Linked DNA regions of Mus musculus: regions 2 and 3 are each linked to region 1. The links are chromatin contacts, called in public HiChIP or PLAC-seq and promoter capture Hi-C maps. All regions are on one chromosome and are shown on one strand. Each heading gives the region's core, a stretch centred on a gene start, on an enhancer-like site or on the middle of the called end of the contact. The rest is flanking DNA. Distances are from core to core; before and after follow the strand shown.

Evidence for each region. Promoter capture Hi-C pulls out the DNA fragments that hold promoters and counts their contacts. HiChIP or PLAC-seq counts read pairs in DNA pulled down with a chosen protein or histone mark.
Region 2: an H3K27ac HiChIP or PLAC-seq map of embryonic stem cells shows a contact between it and region 1, with 2.5 times the contacts expected there. The contact joins the enhancer-like site here to the promoter of Nudt4 in region 1. A contact is called at or near these places in 5 of 39 promoter capture datasets (the C10 cell line, the HPC-7 cell line, hippocampal neurons and 2 more), 3 of 484 Hi-C or Micro-C datasets (B cells, the G1E-ER4 cell line and the N1E-115 cell line), 3 of 115 datasets of contacts at active chromatin or transcription factors (astrocytes, embryonic stem cells and pro-B cells) and 1 of 9 other capture datasets (liver).
Region 3: a promoter capture Hi-C map of pre-B cells shows a contact between it and region 1, with 4 times the contacts expected there. The contact joins the promoter of Tmcc3 here to the promoter of Nudt4 in region 1.

The regions. Positions count from the first base shown.
Region 1 is chr10:95,562,569-95,565,555 of GRCm38.p6, reverse strand. It overlaps Nudt4 (nudix (nucleoside diphosphate linked moiety X)-type motif 4), which reads left to right and starts at 1,410. Exons shown (of 5, transcript NM_027722.5): 1 at 1,410-1,894. The coding sequence starts at 1,799.
Region 2 is chr10:96,631,533-96,634,519 of GRCm38.p6, reverse strand. No RefSeq gene overlaps it. Among named protein-coding and RNA genes, the nearest start is that of Btg1, 16 kb to the right of the region's middle. Within about 2 kb of position 1,564, at least 84 of the 459 cell types and tissues checked have an H3K27ac peak or open chromatin away from gene starts, as enhancers often do. A contact at or near this core is called in embryonic stem cells and pro-B cells, where this site is marked.
Region 3 is chr10:94,513,375-94,516,361 of GRCm38.p6, reverse strand. It overlaps Tmcc3 (transmembrane and coiled coil domains 3), which reads right to left and starts at 1,505. Exons shown (of 4, transcript NM_172051.3): 1 at 1,258-1,505. The coding sequence starts at 1,335. Gm40743 (a long non-coding RNA gene) reads left to right here and starts at 1,483. Exons shown (of 3, transcript XR_871960.2): 1 at 1,483-1,674; 2 at 1,774-2,030.

The sequences.
Region 1 (2,987 bases), core at 161-2,660:
GCGAGACCCACTACTCCCAAATCAATTTAATATTCCGCCCCGTGATTGGTCACTAATTCTCTGTTCTTAGGTTCTTATTCGACTGGAGGGGCAGGGTCTGACCGGTTTTGTAAGATGCCAGAGCCTGGCACACCGGAGGCCTTCCAGGAATGAAAAACAAAACGGATGTGGCTGTCTAAACAGTTCTGTGGGAAGTGAAGCTCCTGTAGGTTAGGAGTTCGGGTTTTGAAATAGGGTCTCATGTAGACCAGTCTAGTCTCACCAGTTCTAAATGGCAGGGAATGGCCTTGAATTCCGAATCCTTCTGTTTTGGGCTCTCAAGTGCTGGGATCACATACCTGGGATTCCACACCTGATTTGGATTAGGGGTTTTCTTGAATTCCAGTGATGTCAGGTCTCCTACTTTTTTTCTTTTTCTTTCTTTTCTTTCTTTCTTTCTTTCTTTCTTTCTTTCTTTCTTTTTTTTTTTTTTTTTTTTGGTTTATGGTTTTAGGTTTTCGAGACAGAGTTTCCTCTGTATAGCCCTGGCTGTCCTGGAACTCACTCTGTAGACCAGGTTGGCCTTGAACTCAGAAATCTGCCTGCCTCTGGCTCCCAAGTGCTGGGATTAAAGGCGTGCACCACCACTGCCCACCGGTCTCCTACTTTCTATCTTGGCTCTTCAATAGCACTGAAATATTGGGAGTTGTTCCAAGTGCCTAAAACTGTAAGCTTCCAGACAACAAACATCCCACTGATTTACTGCTATGGCCTTACTTAGAATGAGATACACACAGAATAACAGCCATAACCAGTGTTCATGAATGCACTCTGGAGGGTCAGCGGAGGTGGGGATGCCACAACACAGACAACTGGCTATAGTCCACTTCAAAGCCTCAGCTGACTCTTCAAGAGCACATAAAAGCACTCTCATCGAAACAGAGGAAGTGGGGAGAGGGAGAAGGAAGGGGAGAGGAGAGAGAGAACTCAATGAATTTAACCTTCCTAGCCTTCACAAGCAATGCTAACCGCGATGCTTCAGTAGTCCTGCCATGGCTCCGGGGACCTTGGCTCCAGGACCCAGTACTGGGGTCCGTCCCTAAAGGGAACTCTATCGGACCTCTAAAACGGAGAACGAGGAGGTCTCTGCTCGCTTCCCTTCCCTGGCCTTGTACAAAGCGCACCCCCCCCCCCAAAAAAAAAAGGCCTCTGGAGCACTCGCCCGCGGGCAGGGCAGAGCTGGCGGAGCCCTAGACTTAGGCCTCGAGCCCCGCCCCCCGGCTGGTCGAAGCCGCGCCCCCAGCTCCCCACCCTACCCCCGCCCGGCAACGGTCCTGGCGCGCAGGCGCACTGGCGCGCCCAAAGGAGGGAGCGCGCCGGCGCGCGCGCGCGGGAGCCCCGCTTAAATGCGGGCGAAGGGGGCGGCGCGCATCCTCGGCGTCTCTGCCCGGTCTGCACCGTCGCTTCCAACTGTCTCCGCGTGGCACGAGCCACGAGCCGCGCTCTTCCCCCGGCGGCGGCGGCGGCGGCGGGTGCAAGCAAGGAGTGGCTGCGAGCGGCGGCGGGCTCCATGGAGAGCGGCGGGCGCCGGAGCAGAGGCGGCGCTTCCACCGCTGCGCCCGGACTGCAGTGACCCGCGTTCCGCCCCGCGTCCCGGCGGCCGCCCGGCCTCGCCGTCCGTGTCCGTGCCGCCGCCGCCGCCCGTCCCACCGGCGCCCGAGCATCGCGACTTCCTTCGGCCCGACTCCCCGGCGGGGTGGCGGCGGCCGGGTCCCCACGGTGGCGGCCGGAGCAGCGGCTGCAGGAGCCCGGCTCTAGGATGAAGTTCAAGCCCAACCAGACGCGGACGTACGACCGCGAGGGCTTCAAGAAGAGGGCGGCCTGCCTGTGCTTCCGCAGCGAGCAGGAGGACGAGGTAAGCGCGGGGACAAAGGCTGGCGACCGGGCTTCATCCCGCACCCCCCTGCACCGCCCGGGCCTGCGGGTCACCGGCAACCCCCACGCCCGGAGCTGGAGATCGGCCTCCGGGGTTCGCCAGCCTGCCTTTTAGACCTCCCATTAGGTCGCAAGCTGTTGGCTTCATTACGTAGATACCTCCTTTTGCAAAGCGGACTCCGCTTTTAAAGTTTTTCTGACGACCGAAAGATGGCCAGCGAGAGATGTGGAATGACGCCAGAAGGGACAAGATAGGCCAGGAACGGGGCGAAGTTGCCCTTTTCAGCCCGGCCATCTCTCGCTCTTCTGGTTTCTCAAGGCTGTTCTGCGGTGTGACTTGACATCTGGGAAGGAGCGGCGTGTGATTTTACCCGACCCTTCGCCCTGCTTTGGACGGATAGGGACCTTTGGAGTAATCTCTGGGAGAGCCTATTTTATTTCACTTCAGTTCTATTCGGTTTTAAAATGATTCCGTTTTCATCCTGCTCTGGATAGTTCAGTCACTTGGTAGCTGGGGGAAATCTTGTAGCGCTGCCACGCCTAAAATGAACTGATAGAGGAAAAAAAGTTAGCGTTCTGAGTTCTGCTTCTGTAGCCGCGTCCAGGGAAGCACCAAGCATAAAACTGGAGATGGGATCTAATGGCTTCCTTATTGCTAGCCCCTGAAGTTATGATAAGTATGACAGCGTACACTCAGTGGTGGTTAACAGATAGCCGCGTGCTTGAAAGTTAGGATCTTTAAACCGCTTTTGCTTTTTATTTATTTATTTTAAAGGTTGATTTGAAAGCTTCTAAGTGTTAAACCCAAATCCCGAAGGAACTTCTAGAGAAAGGTCTTTGAGCTGAGTCTACTTAGAAGAGAACGGAATATAGGACCTTTTAAAAGTGCACAAAGGACAAAAAAGGCCAACAAGCCTTAAATGCAGTCTATCATGGGGTGGGGGGAGTCTTTGAAGGAGGTGCCGTGCTAGGGCAAGGCAAACTAAGTATAAAAACATGTAATAGCGAATAGTGACCCAGGATCCAGTCTGACCTGTTCACTGCTCTATCGGATTTTTAGCTGAGCGTTTACA
Region 2 (2,987 bases), core at 315-2,814, 1.1 Mb before region 1:
TGAGGTCAGATGCACACTTTTGAGTGGGTTCTCTTTTGCCACTGTGGGCCCCTGGAATTGAACTCAGGTCATTAGGCTTGGCAGCAGGCACCTCAACCTTCCAAACCATCTCCCTGCCCTTACATAGTCTTTCCAATGCTAACTGTACTCACCCTACCCTCCAGCAAACACCTATAGCCACCCCCACCCCCGAACCCTCGAAATAAATTTCTAGTGAAATAAAATCGTCATTGAAAATTATAAACATAAATGTAGGCAAAGGCCTACACACTCCACACACTTAGATAATATTTTCACCCAAACACTCCGAAATCTTGAACTGTGAAATAGCCAACTAAGTAGTTCCATTTCAATTAGCTTTACCAGGAGTTTACTGTATAACAGTGTTATGCTAGATTTAAATTTAAAAATAACTCTGCCCAACCACACATTTAGGCGTGTTTCTCTTTCATTCTACAGCAGAGTATTCTCCTAACTAGAGAAGTTCAGCTTGAGTGGGCGGGAAGAAGGGGAAAACAGTGAAATGGAGGCAGGACATTTCCCAGGAAAACCAAGGGCAAAAACACTTCTCATAGCCTGAGGATCCTGGCCAGCATTTTGATCAAGAGAATCAACTTTTGAGACACAGTGAAGCATCTGGGAAACCTTCTGGGAGACATAACACAGACTGTGGAAGCAAATATTAGCAGGTTCACCAGGCCGTAATCACCGCCGGTATCCATGGTGCTAAGGTTCAAATTAACATGGTTATTTTTCTTGTGTTGCCAAATTTAACATTGGGGAATTTTGGTTGTGGGCCTGTTATCATTAGGCAAACACACATACTGGTGTTGAAGCAAATTTTTAGATAATTGCACAGTGTTTATGAGAACAGATTTGGGGATTTAAGCATATACTCAAATACCCATGCCCCCAGATAAATACAGGTCTCCTGTCACCTTTGGTAAATGTTCATGTGGGTAAAATTTCTGATTCTGCATGTAATCTAAATACCATGACTACCAATATTTAGTGTTATCTCCCTCCCATTCTTTCTTCCTTTCTCTCTTTCTCTACAACCTTATCTCATTCTTAGTCAAGTGGTCGCAATTATCTGTCAATATCTACGACTTTAAGAAGCATCCTTTTGGTGTGGATCCAGGGGAGAGGAGAGGTTGGGAGGAACTGGGAGGAGTGGGGGGAGGGGAAACCACAATCAGAAACCAGAAAATGAAACCATAGAATGAATACATTAAAAAAAAAAAAACTATTTTCAAAACTGGAAAATGTTAAAAGGGGATCCTTTTGTAAGATCCAGAAAATCTTTCTGCCTCCATTTCAGACTTTCACAGAGGTGGCGAGAGTCACGACAGTGGTTTAATCTCTATGTCAACACACCAAGTGCTCAGGCCATCCCTCTGGAGTCAAAGGAAGGCCACCTAGAGAGAACTAATCCAGCCAGTGTGGGTAGGAACGATGAATCTCACTTCTTGGGCTAAGGAGTGAAACCAGGACAGAAGTCATGGTGAAATCTATTTTAGAAAGTACCAAGTGAATGAATCACGGAAATACTTTAAAATCTTCAGACCAAAGCTGGTTATTCATGCCTGAAGTTCCAGCTCTTGGGAAACTGAAGCAAGCGGGGTATGAGCCCGGGGCTATGTAACAAGACCTCAGAGACAAAAACAAGAGCCAGAGGTGGATGTGCAAGCCTTTAATCCCAGCAGTCGAGAGGCAGAGGCAGGGTGAGCTCTGTGAGGTGGAGGCCAGGTAATGAGTTTTTCCGGGACTGCTAGGGATATGCAGAAAGATCCCCATCTCAAACAAACAACTACTAGGCTGGGAGCAAGCATAGGTCAGACGCTAGACTGCCTGCCTAGCATTATCCCCTACGCTTATCCCCAATCCCTCATAAACTAGCAGTGTTGCAGGTGACTGTAATCCCAGCCCGTGGTGGGGTAGAGACAGGATCGTCAGAAGTTCAAGCATGTCCTTGGCTACTCAGTTAATTCAAGGCCAGCCTGGGATACATGACACCCTGTTTTAAAAGCAAAACACACTGGTGGCTGGAGAGACAGGTGGCTGAGGGTAAGAAGGATGCCTGCCTGCCTGCCTGCCTGCCCGATGCTCTCCTAGAGGACCCAAATTCAGATGACACACCCACCTGGCAACTCACAACTCACTTCCTATAATTCCAGCTCCAGGGGAGCAAACTGCTTCTTCCGGCCTATTCAAGGTAAGGTGTACATGTGGCATAGATACACTTGCATACACATAAATAGAAATACATCTTTTTTTTTAAATCAAAACAAAAAATTCTAACCGTGAAAAAAATAGAACCAAGAATAAAACAATATGCACATAGACAAATCTTAACATTGAAACTCTGTAACTCAATAGGCCATGTGACCCTGCCAGTAACTTAAGAAGGCGCTTTATGGTGAGATAGCTCTGAGGGTAAAGATTCCTGACAACCTGAGTTTGATCTTTGGAACCTATAGAAGGTGGAAGAAAAGGTCACAAAATTTGTCTTTTGACCTGCATACTTGCAGTGGCATGTGCACTCACACACACACACACACACACACACATAGCCACTAATAAACGAAAGAGAAGCTAAGTGTTCCAAGATTATTTATTGTATGACGAAGGCGATGTACCCTTACTCTTATCGCATACACACGAATGCCAAGGTCTTGAGATGACAACAAGAGCCTTTACTGTAATCCTGGATGCTCTAGAACAGATTTCTTGGGATAACTGAATTTTCCAGTTACCGAGACACGGTTTTTGTTTTCTTCCCTTGCTTGTATCATTATCCCGAGCAGTAAATCTCATTTCATATTTATTGCAGATGTCGAACTTTAAAGGAATCAGAATTACTTTTTAAAGTTTACCTCATCTTATCAGGCTGTCTGGTTTGATTTGCAATTTTCTGCAAAGTGGAAAGGAAGGCTTAGGGGGGAAAATTACTGCTAAGGCTTTCCAGTAATCAGAGATGTGCTGAC
Region 3 (2,987 bases), core at 256-2,755, 1.0 Mb after region 1:
GTGACTGCTCTATTACGTTTGTCCCCCACCCCCACCGGGTTACAAATGTTTTATGAAAAAAGACCTTTCCTTCAGTCAGCTGGGTTCGCGAGTAGTTGCCCTCCCAAGCAAACTTCTGACTGCAGGTAACCAAAACTCTAAATGTTTTTCTTAGGGAGTTTGGGAATACTTTCCTGGTGCACTGTTATGAAACTTCTAATGAAACCGAGAAAGAGTCGGTCGATGCAGGAGCGATTCCACCAAACTCATTAAATTTGTGGGTTTTTTTTTTTTAATCATTTTTCCTAAATTGATTAAGAGGCGCTAAAGTGAAAAGAGAAATGAGGTAAACATGCCACTTCTGGGAGAATCGACTACTGTTTCAAATTGTGACTGCATACCCACATTATATATAAGGGACCCCTGCATATGCCTATCACTTATGGCCGCAACTTGATCTTAGAGGTGGAAGGGTAGAAACTCTGCCCGGTCTATCTCTACGAACTTTATACAAGAAAGCCGACATCGAATCCCCAGTTCCTCGGACAAGCCAGAAGTTGGGAGGCTCAGAGAACAACTCCAGGTGCCGCCTGCCAGAGTGGAGGAGGTGCTGTTTCAAATGGCACTTTAGTCCGTCAAAAGAAGGGATGGGGGGGGGGGTGTCACATCCTTGCTGGACACTTGAGCTTCCCAAAAGGGAAAGTGTTCCTCAGGAGGGGCCCAGAGCTGGGGCTGTGGCCTCCGTCTTTATAGTGAAGCCCTCCATGGCCGGTCTCCACAGCTTGCTCAGAAGAGCTATTTTCGCTCACAGCCAAAATCAGCAACAGCAAATTAGGCTGCAAACCGTGGCGAAGGCACCCGCTCTGCACGGCTCCCAACTCCGGAGCGTCCATGCCGAGATCGACTTTTGACCTGGGCAGCGCGTCCCGGGCGTACAGTGCAGGGGACTCAGCTGCCAGGCAGGGGACGCAGCAGCAATGCAGAGCCCTGCAGGTGGCTGTGCCGGGAGGGAGCCAGACCCTGGGAGTCCCGGGGACCCGGCAGGCAGCGTGCGCTCTCTGGCGGGGAGGAGAGCCCGGCGACACCGTCGTGGAATAGGACTGGCTAGCCTCCGATTCCAGCGGTGGCCCAGCGTCCCCGGGCCGCAGGTTTTCCCCGGACCTTCCCGGCCGGGAGAGGCCGGCGTTGGGTTCTACGGTGCTGAGCCTCCGAGCCGACCCGGCCCGCGCCCTCCCCACGCAGACTCGCACCCCCGCGCCGCCCTGCGCGCGCCCTCACCCGGCTCTTGCAGCGGTGGTGCCGGCCGGGGTCTGAGTAGGTCCGGTCCACGGTGAGCGCCGTGTCGCTGCCCGGCATGTCTGCGCTTAGACTGACAACTTTGCGTCCTCCGGGGCTGCCGCTCCACTCGGCGCCGGGTGGCAGCTGCTCGCCGTGCTCCGCTCACCCTCGCCCCGGAGCCGCGGCCGAGGGGGTGGCGCGGGCCGCTGCAGCTGCTGCCGACACCCCGCGGCCCTGCGCCGCCGCCCGGGTGGGGAGGCGGGCGACAGTCTCCGCCCCTTTCCCCGCTCCCCGCCCCTGCGCCCGCGCGGCGCCTAGACCCGCTCCAGGTGCCGGGCTCAGCTGCCCTCCCTGCCTGCGAACGGGGCCCACGCGCTCCCACGCCTCTCCCGGCTCAGATGAGCGACGCTGGCACAGGTTATGGACCCACTTGAGTGTGATAAAAAAGACGGGTTTGAGCACACAGGAGGTTGCCGGATGCCTTAATGAAATATATATACATATTTCACTCAACAGGCACACTTACTTGCTGGACAGCTTTCCTGGACCTGGACAGTGGGCTAAGGATTCCAGGACGGAGGGGCATTTTCCCATCTAGTATTCCACGGAGCGGCACTCCCACTGTGTTGTGTATCTTAATTGTGCTTGTGTGACTCACTGTGTTGTAAGCTACTTTGAAACCGGGACATCTTTCCACTTGAGCGTTCTCTAGTCCCAGCGAGTGCTCCCTGCCCACAAGGAATTTGGAATCTGAAGAGAAAAAGTACTGATTGGTAATCAATGCGGTATCGGTTGCCTAACCCCCAAATTAACTACACAAGGTCCAGTGGTTTCGTGAGACGTGCCCCTGAGACCGGATTGGCAGGTTTTAAATCACTGATCCTAACAGGCTCAGAGTGCAGTGTGATCTGCCTACAGGGAGGGGAGGAGGTGTTTATCCCCCTAGCTGGCTGAGAGAAAACAGGTCTGTGCGTTGGGTGGGGGTGGGGGAGGGGACCCTCAAGGTGTCGGTTTAGTGGGTGTCTTCAGGCAAAAAGGGATCAGGTAGAAGAACGGAGAGTCGGGGGTAGGGGGTGGGGGGAATGTACTTTCAACATTAAGTTCAGCTTTGTTCTGTGGGTGTTTGGCAAGCTGCTGGGCTCCCTGAACCAGAAGTTGACAAGATCAGGATGGAAGTCTAAGACATCTATCTGATAGTCCTGTGAGAGGCATTGATGAAAGATAAAGAACTCTCGATAGGAGGCCTTTTCAAAGACTGAGGACAACCTGACCTATGTGTCATTCACTCACAAGGAGACCAGGGAACCAAGCATGTCGACTTAGTGGAGTATTAGACAAGTGTAGCAGTTGCGATGGCCCTCTGTGGAGTCATTTCTAGCATGTATAGTTAAGTGAAGAAAAGCAAGGTGCTGGAGAATATAGTGTTCTACCATTTATTGAAAGTGCAATGTGTATCATATCTATATAGAGAAATATAGATACATATACATACATACATATACATAAATATAGATATATGCCTGTGCTTATATATACACAGGGCACATTTCTGACAAGATAAAAAAAAAGCTACAGGAATAAGTGAACAAGCAGCTTAAGTTGGGAAAGGAGAACTGAGCAGCTACAGGGCAGATGGGAGGATTGTTTGTTTATTGATCGTTTTTTCACTGAGTATACATCTTAAATGTGGCCACAAAAGTAGAGTAAATTATTAAAACTTAAAAAGAATC